Linked DNA regions of Drosophila melanogaster: region 2 is linked to region 1. A link is a contact called in public Hi-C data. All regions are on one chromosome and are shown on one strand. The core of a region is the stretch at or near the end of the contact, and the rest is flanking DNA. Distances in the headings are between cores, read along the strand shown.

Evidence for each region. A called contact is a pair of places that touch in the nucleus more often than the background predicts.
Region 2: a Hi-C map of the Kc167 cell line shows a contact between it and region 1, with 2.9 times the contacts expected there.

What each region holds. Positions count from the first base shown.
Region 1 is chr3L:21,952,663-21,958,934 of dm6, reverse strand. It overlaps CG7458, which reads right to left and starts at 3,825. Exons shown (of 6, transcript NM_141117.2): 1 at 3,386-3,825; 2 at 3,076-3,322; 3 at 2,452-2,555; 4 at 1,619-2,388; 5 at 1,378-1,559; 6 at 894-1,316. The coding sequence starts at 3,633. The coding sequence ends at 1,149.
Region 2 is chr3L:22,211,067-22,217,338 of dm6, reverse strand. The region is part of intron 3 of olf413 (olf413,); the gene reads right to left. Among named protein-coding and RNA genes, the nearest start is that of lncRNA:CR45035, 12 kb to the left of the region's middle.

The DNA.
Region 1 (6,272 bases), core at 2,576-5,075:
ACTAAGGGACCTTTTAGGAGGCGGGGAACGATCTCAAGTGACTGACTCATGTAGTGTGCACTTAGATTACATGTTTTTGAGCACTGCACCCATGTCGCCTTAGAACGCCTTTGAACGGAGCCCAAAATTGTAAGTCTTTAAATATATTCGTGTTCATGTGTGAACAATGGTAATTCTTCAGATATCAAATCGATAGAAATTTACAAAACTAATAAAAATATGCAAATTTGTGGTGGTAGTGGTGGCCGTTTTTGGCGGTTTGTGGACGTTAGAGTGGGCGTGGCAACATGGGAAAAAAAATGTCTCCAGAATCTGTATGCTTAATCTCAACCACCTGTTATAGGTCCTTAAATCTTAACGTTCATACGGACAGACGAACATGGCTGAATGGACTCGTCCTTTGATCTCTGATCAAGAATATATATAATTTATATAGTCGGAAACGATTCCTTCTACCTTCCTTACATACATAACGGGTATAATAAGTAATACCGTCCCAATATACCGTCTGATTTGAACAAAATAAATACATTTTCTGACATTTTTAGTTACCGAGACATCTTTAGGTCTAACCAACATTACGAAATTATTTCCTTGATAAATAACATCATTTAAAGAATACAAAAAACGGCAATCATATATAAACCTAAAATTTTAAATTGCTAAAACGCTATTTCAAAATGACGTACTTTTGGGCAATCGCATATGTTTGAGTTGCCATCCCCGACATCAACAGTTGTGTACTCGATACTAATCGACAAGTAGAAATAGTACCACCACTTCCCGTAAGAGGGCGCCACACTGGATGTAGATGTCTACGTATCGCTTACATGTGATTTAAAAAAAGTTATTTTCCTTACTTTTTACCCGTTTGAAATCTATTCGCTTCCGATCCGAGTTGAATTAAATTTTATTACTTACTCGTTAATAAATAATGGCATTGATCGACAGATATACTTATGCATGCGCAATAAATTTAAACCTACATACATAGATAAGTACAACTTGTGGAAGGAGGAGACTACAGATATTGTTTTGGAATAAATAGTACGCACATAATAAAACAAACAAACAAACTAACAAAACTAAAACGTGGCTTCTAAGACTTTAAAAAGTGTGCTAAATGCTGCTAAAAAATATCACGGATATTACGGCGACCTCTCACTCCGCCGCTTGGCCTGATTCAAATCGCGTGCCTCCTCAATGGTCGTTGGAAGCACCTTGTCCGCCGTCTCGGGAAAGGCCAGGGTCAGGAAGCCACTGATCAGGGCGAAGGTAGCGAACAGGATCTGCGGGGCGTAAATGTAATACTTGGCCTGGAAGAGATAAGGGCAGAGAATTAGCTGGTCGAGCCCGCATAGGTAATTCCGTTCTAACCAGTAGAGGGGTTTGTGGGGCCAGCATGGATCCTATCCGTCCCACCATGGAACAGAGCGACAACAGGGTGTTTCGCACGTTTGTGGGAAAGATCTCAGAGGTGAAGAAATATAAGATCTGGAAACTGCAGGTGATGGCCAGCTTTCCAATTAGGAACAGGGCCAGAGAGCCCGCGTAGTTATCTAAGGGGAAATCAGTCACATTCTAGAGAACTATTAGCTGAAAGATCATGTTCCTTCACCTGCTGGCACTGCGGCAGAGGCGCCCATGCAAATGGCACAGAGCAGCATTGAGGCGCAGAGGGAATGCCTTCTGCCAACGCGGTCCATGATGACTAGGGGGAGCAGCAGACCAGGGATCTGGATAAAACCGTTCAGCATGAAGTTGGTGTACTTGTTTCCACCCAGGTTAACCGAGTTCAGGCTAAGACCCAGGGCGATCAGCGTGTGCGTGAACCAGCAAAGGCAACAGTTTGCTATCCGCAGCGAGAAGAATACTACGGCTCGCATTATTGGATACTGGCTCTCGTTGGCCTGGCTGAGCTTCTGTCGATTGCTGGTCAAGAGATCGTTCAACTGCTCCTCCGGCAGCGGGCGCTGGTTGATCCGCGCTGCCCGTCGCAGCACATTGGACGCCTTCTCCTCGGCACCCTGACTCAGCAGCCAACGGACGCTCTCCGGCAAGATCCACAAAAAAAGAATCTGCAGCACAGCGGGAGCGTACAGCACCCGGAGCAGCCAGCGCCAGTGCTGCACTTGGGAAGCCAGGAATCCGAGGAAGGCCTCGCCCAGCGCGTAAAAGATAGTGATGATTGTGGCCGCAGCCACTCGCCTCTTCGGGCCAACCAGCTCGATTGCCAACAGAAAGGCGGTGGGGAAGAGGGTGCTACCCACGGCCATGTCCAGGAACTCGAACACCAGGAACATGGAGTAGTTGCTCGACAGCGAACGGATCACGCCCATTAGAGCACTCACGGATCCGGCTACAGCTAGCATGGTACGTCGTCCGTATCTGGGGTAGATGAAGATGCTGTTAGACTGCTAATACTCTTACCAAACAGGGACAGGGACTTACCGATCCGCAAAGTATCCTCCTAGGGGTATGCCCACGAATTGGCCCACATTGTTTATAGTGCCCACCATGGAAAGCTTCCACTCGTCCTCACAGTATATTCCAAACTTAGGAGATGATATGTTAATATTGTTACTTTACTAGTTAAAAGATTTCCACATTTGATTGATTCTATATATTAAATTCATGTAAAAGCAAAAAATATATATGTATTTATATCAAATACGGACCAGCCAGGATACGCGATTAGTTGTGTACATAATATTTGAATTAAATATAAGAAAAGTGATACTTGAAACAAATCATTACAAATATTTGAATCGATGCATTTTTAATACTTTTAGTTCTTAAACCGCAAATGCTATCACGTACATTTATAATACGTGTTTTATTGGGTATAAAGTAATATAGTTAATGAAAATTTTAACATGTGTACCTGCAATGTACACGATCGAGTTTTTTACCTAGCAAGTTATTGGCAATAATCGTTTTAATGATTGACACTGCTTTAATAACATCCTCCTGAAGATAACTCACTCCAACTTGCTATCGAATTAAAAATTTCCCACGGAACTTCCATCAATAGAGTCTATCAACTCACCTACGCCCTTATCTTTGTCTACCCACCTCCGTTGATATGGTCTTTTCCTCGTCCCTGAACTTGAAGTCGCGTCCACAGGTCTCCGACGTAATAGTGAAGTACTCTTTGAGGCAGTATTGTCCAGATGGATCGGTGTATCCCGAGATAGCGTCTGATATGTTGGCGGCGTATCGATGACAGTCATCCCAGGCGGAGTTCTTCTTGGGGATGGTGAAGCCCAGCCAGTCCTCCTCATAGACGCTGCTGGGACTATCGCACTGCGGAACAGTGCACCTGGGACCAATGGGAAGTCTGAGATCTTGACCAGCCATTTTGTTTGATGAACTTTTTGCCTACCTGTGCACAACGGTGCTCGCCGTGAAAACATAGGAGATGGAGAAGAAGGCGTTGAAGAGCATGGGAACGCATAGCAGCACATAGTTGATGATCTGATAGCGCCCGAACTGCCCGATTCGGACTAGAATCGCATCCAGAGAGTTGTCCTCATCCCCACCAGCCGTCTGCGTCGCCGCCTCCGCGTCCGCATGTCCAGTAGTCTTGGAATCGCTCCGCCTGTATCCATTTCCCTCCTTCTGGCTGGTCATAATGTGTGTGATAAAATGTATGTATGTATATCCGTACAATCAATTGACCTCCAGCCACGTGGTGGACGCACTTCTCCTTCTAATCGCTGTTTTATAACTCGCGGCGCGCGATCTTTCCGCCTCGTTAGCTCTGTGGCGTATTTATAGACGCTCTGGAGCGTCTCGCTGGGAGCAGTGCCACTCAACGAATGATTTAACCACATCAACAGTGCTGTGTTTTGATTCTAGTCTTTGATTCTCTTCCGATTGCGGCGCGCTCTCGCGTTCTATTTTTAATCCGTTCGCTCTTCTCCATACTGCCCTCTTATCGGGGTCTTATCAGGCCCCAATCCGAAACTACATATATGCGAAAGAAATGGAAGAGCTTCGACTTTTTATACCCGTTACTCGTAGACTGAAAGGGTATACTAGACTCGTTGAAAAGTATGTAACAGGTAGAAGGAAGCGTTAAGATAATATATTTTTACCCGTTACTCCTAGATTAAAAGGGTATACTAGATTCATTGAATAGTATGTAACAGGCAGAAGGAAGCTTGATCAGGATCAATAGCCGAGTCGATCTAGACTTGTGAGCCCATGTTGCCACTCCCACTCTAACGCCCATAAACCGCACAAGACTGCAACGCCCACACTTTGAAAAATTTTTTTAAATTTATTCTCAGTTTATTCCCCAATATCTATCGATGTCCCAGAAAAATGATTAAATTTCGCGTTCGTATTCAGTCTAGCTGAGTAACGGGTATCTGATAGTCGGGGAACTCGCTATAGCATTCTCTCTTGTTTTATTTTATATTATGCAACTAATTGAATGGTTTTAAAACAAAGAAACTTATAGTAGCTACGAAAATAACAGAATGATAAAATTAAAATTTTGATTAATAATTTAGATTAGATGAATGTTTAGGCTACTGGTGAAGCACTCGCGTGTTTGGTGTGGCCCTGAAACCAATCGTTGTAGCGACTTGAATTTCGGAATTTCGATTGATTTGCTCCCTAACTGTGGGGATGCTGAGGTCGTTAGCGATGTCCTCATTTCTCGCATACCAGGCGCAACGCTCGGTTTTGGAACCTTTGCACTCTCATTATGGTAGAGCTGTTAGCTGGGACTTATTTTCATTTATAGTCACCTCGCTACAGAGGTCCAACAAGTTTTGTGTTTTCCCAGACGCTTCGAATCTACACAGCGAGTTTGCGATAAAGGCTATGTTGGCCTACGTTTTCAAAGGGGTACCCGGTTCGCAGGGTGTATAGTTTAGGACGCAAATCACTACTTTGCGGAATGCCAACTCGCCTCTGACATTACAAGAAGATATTGAGAACCGTTGTGGTTCCAAAAGCCGAGAATTAACACAATCCAAACACTTTAAGTTCTGAATGCAGATATCAATAGATATAAATGGTACGCAGCTATAGCTTATCTCTCAGACGACGAGACATGGTGTCTGGTTCTGGGTGGTGGGTTGTAGCCAACAGCTGTTCGCTCCACTGGGTCAACAAGTTGGCCGACCTTGCACGTTATCTTACGCCATTTGCTCCATGTCATTGACTTTGGGTGTCTGGTTGAATTCACCTTACACTTGACACACCCGCTCGTGTGGTGATTAAGTGGAGGGGCAGAAACTTTATGCCCAATACCAGAGCCCGAATGACAGTCTATTCGTTCGATCCGCCGATTGTCGACCAGATTGATAAATCAATGATAAGTTTCGACGAAGCCACAGTAAGTGGTAGCTCGTGAATTATTGGCGCGTTGTAATTGCTTGATAGATGTACGACACAACCCCTCTGGCAGCCATAAATCGTAAATATCTCGCGGAAAGACTGGTCATCCATCTGATAAGCCCCGATTCCAAACGGAATTAGATAAATACCCAAACTGAGCAATTGTTGATTTTGTAAAGCCCTTTCACCGTAAGCCCCGTTACAATAACAAATTTAGATAACCAACCATCATCGATTAATATGTATACAAATGTGTTTGATATATGTAAAAATATTAATTAGAACAAGTTGACTCATTCTAGTAGAACGTAAATCGATTGTAACCGGTGGCGCCATCTGTTGGCCATGAAGGCTTTGAGTTGGCTTTTTGGAGTTTGTACTAAATATGGGGTACAAAACTGTAATAAAAAGTGGAGAATCGTCGATGACATTGATAAAAATATGGTGTTAAAGCGAAAAAAAATTCATCCAGCGAATGTTTTGGGAAAAACTATCGCTTAAGGTTGATCAACCAAAACAAGGCGGATTCGGTAGTTCTAATGTTGGCAATACGGCGCGTCGTGCATTTAATAACTATAAGGCATTTTCCGAAATAACAGGCGTTGACATCCAGCTCATTTTAAATATGAGGACAATATTAATGTGTCCGTCAAGTCAATTACCTATAAACCTTGGAAAATATGAGCAACTTTGTCATACAACTGGACAAATATCCATGGCTTCCCATGACAACGACAGTCCACAAAATATTGGTTCACTTCAAAGATATCTTGGAGCAAACAGTTCTTTCAGTCGGCTATTTTGGAGAAGAGGCAGCAGAATCGAGGAATAAAATAATTAATTTATTTAAGGAGGGCGCGTTCGTAAACATAAGCGACTACCTCTTCCCCCAGAAGTCATTCAAATTTTAGGTTGCG
Region 2 (6,272 bases), core at 954-3,453, 260 kb before region 1:
CTTTTTGGCCTACCCTAGTGTGATGGCCAAACAGGTTACCATGGTCACGTCGACCATTTTTGTGAGTAGCTGTCGGGGAATCTGCTCTTCTTAGCTATTCTACACTAGCCAAAGCACATTGAATATCAATTTTGCATGTGGGAAATTACATCGGAAACTTTGAGTCCCACTCAGACGTGACCAAGTTTCCTTGACATTTCCTCGATTTCTCACAGTGTGTGTCAATGCTTTTCGTTGCTGTGGCATTTATGCCATTCCAGTCATCAGTTGGGACTTGTGCAATTTTCGGAACTTTCTGACAGCTGATTTCAATAACTAATAGGCAGAAGTGGTCAGTCCCCCCGAACCCTTTTGTTGCAGTCTAATTGCCGTGTCAGAATCTGTGATTGCCTTCGACCGGAGAGAAATCATTGCACATTGTTGACAACCGTCTGGATCGGAGGCAAGCCCACATGCATCGTGACACATCTTGGGGCCCAGCTGGAGGCCCAGACAGGTGGGATCCTGGTCCGATCCTGACAGCCCAGCTGGAATAGTCAATGGACAAAGCAGCCCAAATATTTCAGATAGTCTCAGGCCTGTAATCGGTTTTCGACACTCTCTCCATCCCGCAAAGTGGCTTAATGATTTTTGTTTTATTATATTGAGTCGTTTGAGCTTCATCTGGCCAGAATGTCTCGACACAATTGTGCTGAGTCTGGTTGTTGTTGTTGTTTTCAGTGCAATTGACATTAATTTGATTTATTTATGGTAGGAAGGCAAAGGCCATTTGGCTCAAGGTGCAACTGCTTTTGGCAATTGCATTTAAATTAACAAATCTAATATGGTTTCTCCCCAGAGAGCCCGCAGGTGTTGTCTCGGCTCATTCACTCTTCCACTTACTCACTCGACTCACCCACCCATTCACGTATTCACTTGTTTGTGTAAATGAAAATGTTGTTTAAGCTGCAAGGAAAATTAATGTTTCTGAGTGAACAAAAGCGGTAGTATTTGAGTTCGGAATGCACGAGAGGAATGCAGCGTAAATTATTGCACCAAATACGTTTGGACACAGACATAAGTATGTATGCGATTTGGCAAATGAAACTAAAATTGCCACCCATAAGGAGATTAAGACAAAAGTGTAAACAATATGGCATCTTCAAATGGGTCAAAAGGAAAGTGCCTGGCCAAGCAAATAGAGTTTAAGTTATAGCTCAAATTAAGGCGAGAAATGGTTGGCAGAAAGCAGGCCTAAATAGCCGTAAAAAGGAGTGATTTCTGTACTAAATCTAAATTACGAATAAGTTGGTCAAACAAATAAACTACAAGCAATGAAAATGGCAATTTATAACGTTTGAGTCAACCTAAGCGCTTGAGTCATCGTATTTTATTAATAATATTTCAATCATTTACCATTCGAGGCATCAATCTAATCTTCTTTAAATCAATTGCAAAGGGAATCGCTCGTTAGTCATTACTCGATTTGCTAACCGGAGTAATTCAATTAATTAAATTTAAGTCGAGACAAAAATGTTCAATAAAGACCTTCCAACTCTTGCACCCATATCCAGGTTGTTTGCAGAGCTATTCAACCTAGTCGATTCATATTACTGGCACATCTGTATTGGGTTTCTTTTCGATTTTTCCTGCACTCTTTTGCCTTCCCTGTTGCCTAATTCATATTCATTTATTGTGCTTGCTGCTGCTGCTGCACATGCTTTTAACATATCCCTGGAACCTCTTTTCCGATAAAATGGTAAGCAGAGGTGGTATGAGGTGGTGATGAAGTGGGGTTCAAGCCAAACGGGCATATCCGTTGCTTTATTACATTTCGTTTAGTTTTTGGCCAACTGACCACTTTTTTGCGGTTACTTTGTGTGTGTCAGTGTTTCTGTATCTGTGTTCTTCGCCCGTCCATGTGTCCATGTGTGGATGTGTCTTAGTTGCTCGGACTTTGCGGTTGCTTTGGTCACTAGCGCGGTATTTGGCTTACATCGGAGTATGAGCGGAAAAACTCACTCCGCTGGGCGAATGGCCAGTCCCCCTTGGCTTAAAATGAATTTACTAACCGAGTTTGTTTAGAGAGTTTACCGAATGAAAAGCGGAAAAAGCGGGGCGAAAAAATGCAAGTTTACTTCGCCATTTGACCATAAATAATATAATAAAATAACTACACAGGTCAGGCAACTATTGCATACTTTATGGCATCCAGAACAGAGCCACCAACATGTTGGTGTTGCAAAACCTCCCCCCCCACACACCACCGACCATCACCATATGTGGTCTAATATTTTTATAAACAAATTGGTTTTGCGCAGCTCAACAGATGAGGAGCATGGAAGCGGCTCGCATGCGGTTTCCATACATGTACGTTTGCACGTGTATATCCTTGCTTTTTATATATGACGGATATTTAGGTGGCGCCCTCTGGCCGTCAGCGTTTGCCACTTTAATTACTTTACCTCTAAGGATGCGGAGATTTTCGCGTTTTTTGCAACGTCCTGGCTTGGTCCGTTTTTGTTTTTGTACCGGCCCTGTTGCATTTGACAGGACATCTCCTCTCCAGTCCGGGCCATAGCCAGCTGCGCTGAAAAGCAACTCAACTGGGCTCGTTATTTATGGCCCTGCCCCTGCCGTCGCTCACCTCGAAAAACGTTTGCCAAAACTCGGACGGCAAAATGGGCAAAAACGTGCGATCCCTGGTCGAGCTTCTGCACTTAAGCCTCTGGAAAATGGAAAAACTGGAAAACCTTGCCGTGCCGACTGTTTTGTTTGTCATTGCATTACTTTGGCTGTTAAATCGCCTACTGGAGTTTAGTATTGCAGTCCCAGCACCCATACTTCGACTTCTCTGCGCTCTCTCTTTCAATATTTGTCGCTTTGGGGCATTAAAACAAACGTTTCCCATTGCGTTGTGTTGGGTTTGCCCGCTGCTTGCTTTCGGGTTTTTGGTGTGCACGTTTCACATGCACTTCTAGTGCCACAACACCATCAAAATGGAGACCGTCCGCCTCCATCACCCGAACGCAAAAACCCAATCTACCACCGCACCCACTTCAGAGCGCGATTCGTGGAAATCACAGTCCGAAAAAAGGGAGAAATTCGGGCCTGGGTCGGAACGTGAACCCTTTGGAAATGTACCCTTACTATAGATGGAGTACAGCGGATTTGGGATTTGTTAGGAATTTTATACAATTTGTATTAGTATAAGTTTTATTAGAAGCTAATCTCTCGTGCGGACACTAGCTTGACAGAAAACAAGCGGTGCGCATACTTTATAGGCAATCTTTGAAAGTCTTCTTCGCAAATGATTAGTTTAATGGTTTAGTTTTTTTCAACAACAGAGCTATTCAGATTTATCATTAACAATACCCATTCGATTTATTCATTCCGAATAACCAAGGCTGATTGACCAGGGATTACCCTGACACGTTTGGATTGTTTTCTGCGATGGGTGCAGCTGGAAATCTGGGCATACGAGAATCTCTTTACAGTTTATATGTTCCCTCACTTCTTGGCACTTCCTCGTCCGAATGTGCATTCGTTGGTTGATTTGCTCGCTCATTCGAAGCTCGTCAACTCGCAAACTCATGTGTAAAAAGGGACAATGCTGGGCTTTAACTTTAATAAAGCGACTAGGCGAGCGCCGCACTCCAGGACCAACCGACCTCCTGCTCCGCCTAGACCACTTTCGGGTACCAGGCAACATCAAAATCCACATTTCACTCCCTCCAATCGCAGCCCCCAGCCCGCTGGCAGCCCTCTGTGTTTTTGGACTGCGAACTGGTTGTGTACTTGATTTTTGGGCAAAGCGGCAAATAACATTTTTGTTTGGCTTTGACGTTGTAGCAATTGCAACGGTTATTCCATTTGCTTGACAAATATACGAGGACGGGGTTTCAGACCCTTCGTCCGGGCTGGGCAACGTTTAGAACTCCGTGGGCAGAACTCCGCCGAAGTGGAGGAGTGGTGGAGTAGCGGAGCCCAGCTCAGAACTCGAAACTTTCATCGAGCCGGAATTATGCGCAATTTTTGTTTGGCTGCGCGGCCAGTGTAAAGTGGTCTGGCTTAGATGAGAGTGTTTGTGTTGCAAAAGAGGCTTTCAGTGTAGAAGGAGTTTTGAGTTGCAGGGGCTGAGAGTGGCACAGCTTGCCGCTTTTTTTTTCGCCACCATTGTGCGCTTCAAAGCAATCAACATAAAACGGTTCTCAAAAAATCCCTAAAAAATTGCGAGGCGTAATGAGCGGGAATCACAAATGAACAAATCTAGTCCAATTCACATTGGGCATTTGGTTTTTTTTTTTTAATTTACCTCAGCGTTTTGGCCACAGGTTTATTTCATCATTTTTCGGCGACCACTTGAACTTTGCCGCTGCATTAATGGCCTTTTTTGCGCGCAGAAATGGACCTGCTGACCACCTTAAGCACTTAACTTGGCTTTTAGTTGCCATTTTTTTTTTTGGGAGGTAAAGGCTAAAATGTTCGGTTATGCTCTTGTGACTTTGGCACTAACAAAGTGCCAAAGGATTTCCAGTTGGCTGGCCGGCCGAGCTAACAAAAAACCTGAAAAATTAAATCAATTTAAATTTCGTTGCATACTTTTTGGGTGGTTCTGTTTGGGGTTCTTGCACGCCGAGCGGTTATTTCTGTTGCAGCCATATTAAATTTGTAAGTGCCACGCTGAAACCGCAAGACCCGCAAACACCACACATTCAAACCAACCCCAACACCCAGACCACTCCACTAATAATTCATTATAAAAGTCAGTGCTTTGGTTTTGGTTTTTGCGTTCTGCTGTGACGCGAATCCATAGCTGCTGCACTACTTGGAGCCCCCAAGTTGAAGCCCTCAAGCGCTAGCTTATGCCGTGACAAACTGCTCACATATGTGGACCGTTTGAATGTTGGGGCTGGGAGGTCGTGTTTATGTCACGATTTTGCACAGAAGTCAGCGTCAGGAAGGGAAATGTCTGCGAATGTCTGTTCCCCAAAACGCTTTCTCAGCGGAATCGCCGGCTTTCCATTGGGGCCCACTTTCTTGTGCTCTTTCGTCACAGGATTTCCCCCACTGAGGTTGGATTCGTTTCGAAGAATTCGCTGCTTTGATGTAAAATTGCAATGGCCATTGGGGTTCTGAACCCCGAACTCCTGGGGTTCTGCGAATCTGGGGCTCGGGGGCTCTTGGCACCCAGGTCACCCAGGGCACCCTGGGTCCTTAGCCCGCTGGTAAGTGTTGAAAATTACTGTCGACTTGAATTGTTGCCTTTTTGTTTTTCCTGCTGCTCGTTCCTATGTCCTTATTGCGAAGAAACAACAATATGTACAGCATATATGCACGTGAGTATGCAAGGACCCGCCATTAATGGGCAAAAATTACTGTTTACAAGTGGGGAAAGCTCTCAGCAGTCGCCACCCCTCAGCTCGACTGCAAGTTTCGTGTTAAAATAATAAACACATAGCAAAAATTGTAGCGCCATGTGCGGATTCGATGGCGGGCAGAGAGTGCAGAAGAGGGGCATAATTCCATTACAGAACTACTTTGACTTGGGCTCTGCACCGGTCACATAAATTATATTAAAAACAATATTTTTACCCGGCTTCGAACTCGGCTGAACTTCACACGGCAAAGTTTACGTCCCACGACTTTTTTCTCCACTCCGGTTTTTGCATTTTAAATTGTCGGGACAGCAAAATGCCGTGGCAAGCTTAAACAATTACCAGAACAAAAACAACATTAACGGCAGCACTAGTGGTAACAACAACAACAACTAAGAGCAAAAAACAATATGAAATTATTATAATGACAATTAGTGTTAATTGTCACTTTCGGCGCGGAATGTTGCTTTCGGTCTCTGTTGAATTATAATTTGCCCAGTTTAGAAAATTAGCATTTTAAATGAGTTTCTTTTTGTTCTCGCTCGCGGTTGCTTGTTTGCTGGCCTAAGCAAATAATAATAACAATAATAATAATAATGCAACATGAAAGTCAATGGGAAATTAAAAATTGTAATTACTCAATTATTATGCATAAATCACAACAAAAGCTTTGAAGAGCTGATATGCACATATAATGCCTCCAAAAGGAGGAGCAGTCCATTTGGTAGCGGAGGTTGGATAGAGGCTACTTGATGACAATTCTGGGTACGTCGTCAAATTGAGGGTTTTATTGGCAGGGCGATGGTCGGCCAATAAAGATTTTAATGATTTGCAGTGGGCGTAGGGCAATTAAGCGAGTTGAGAAAATTTAATTAAAGCCACAACAAAAACACTTCGAGCGTCTATTGTTGGCCC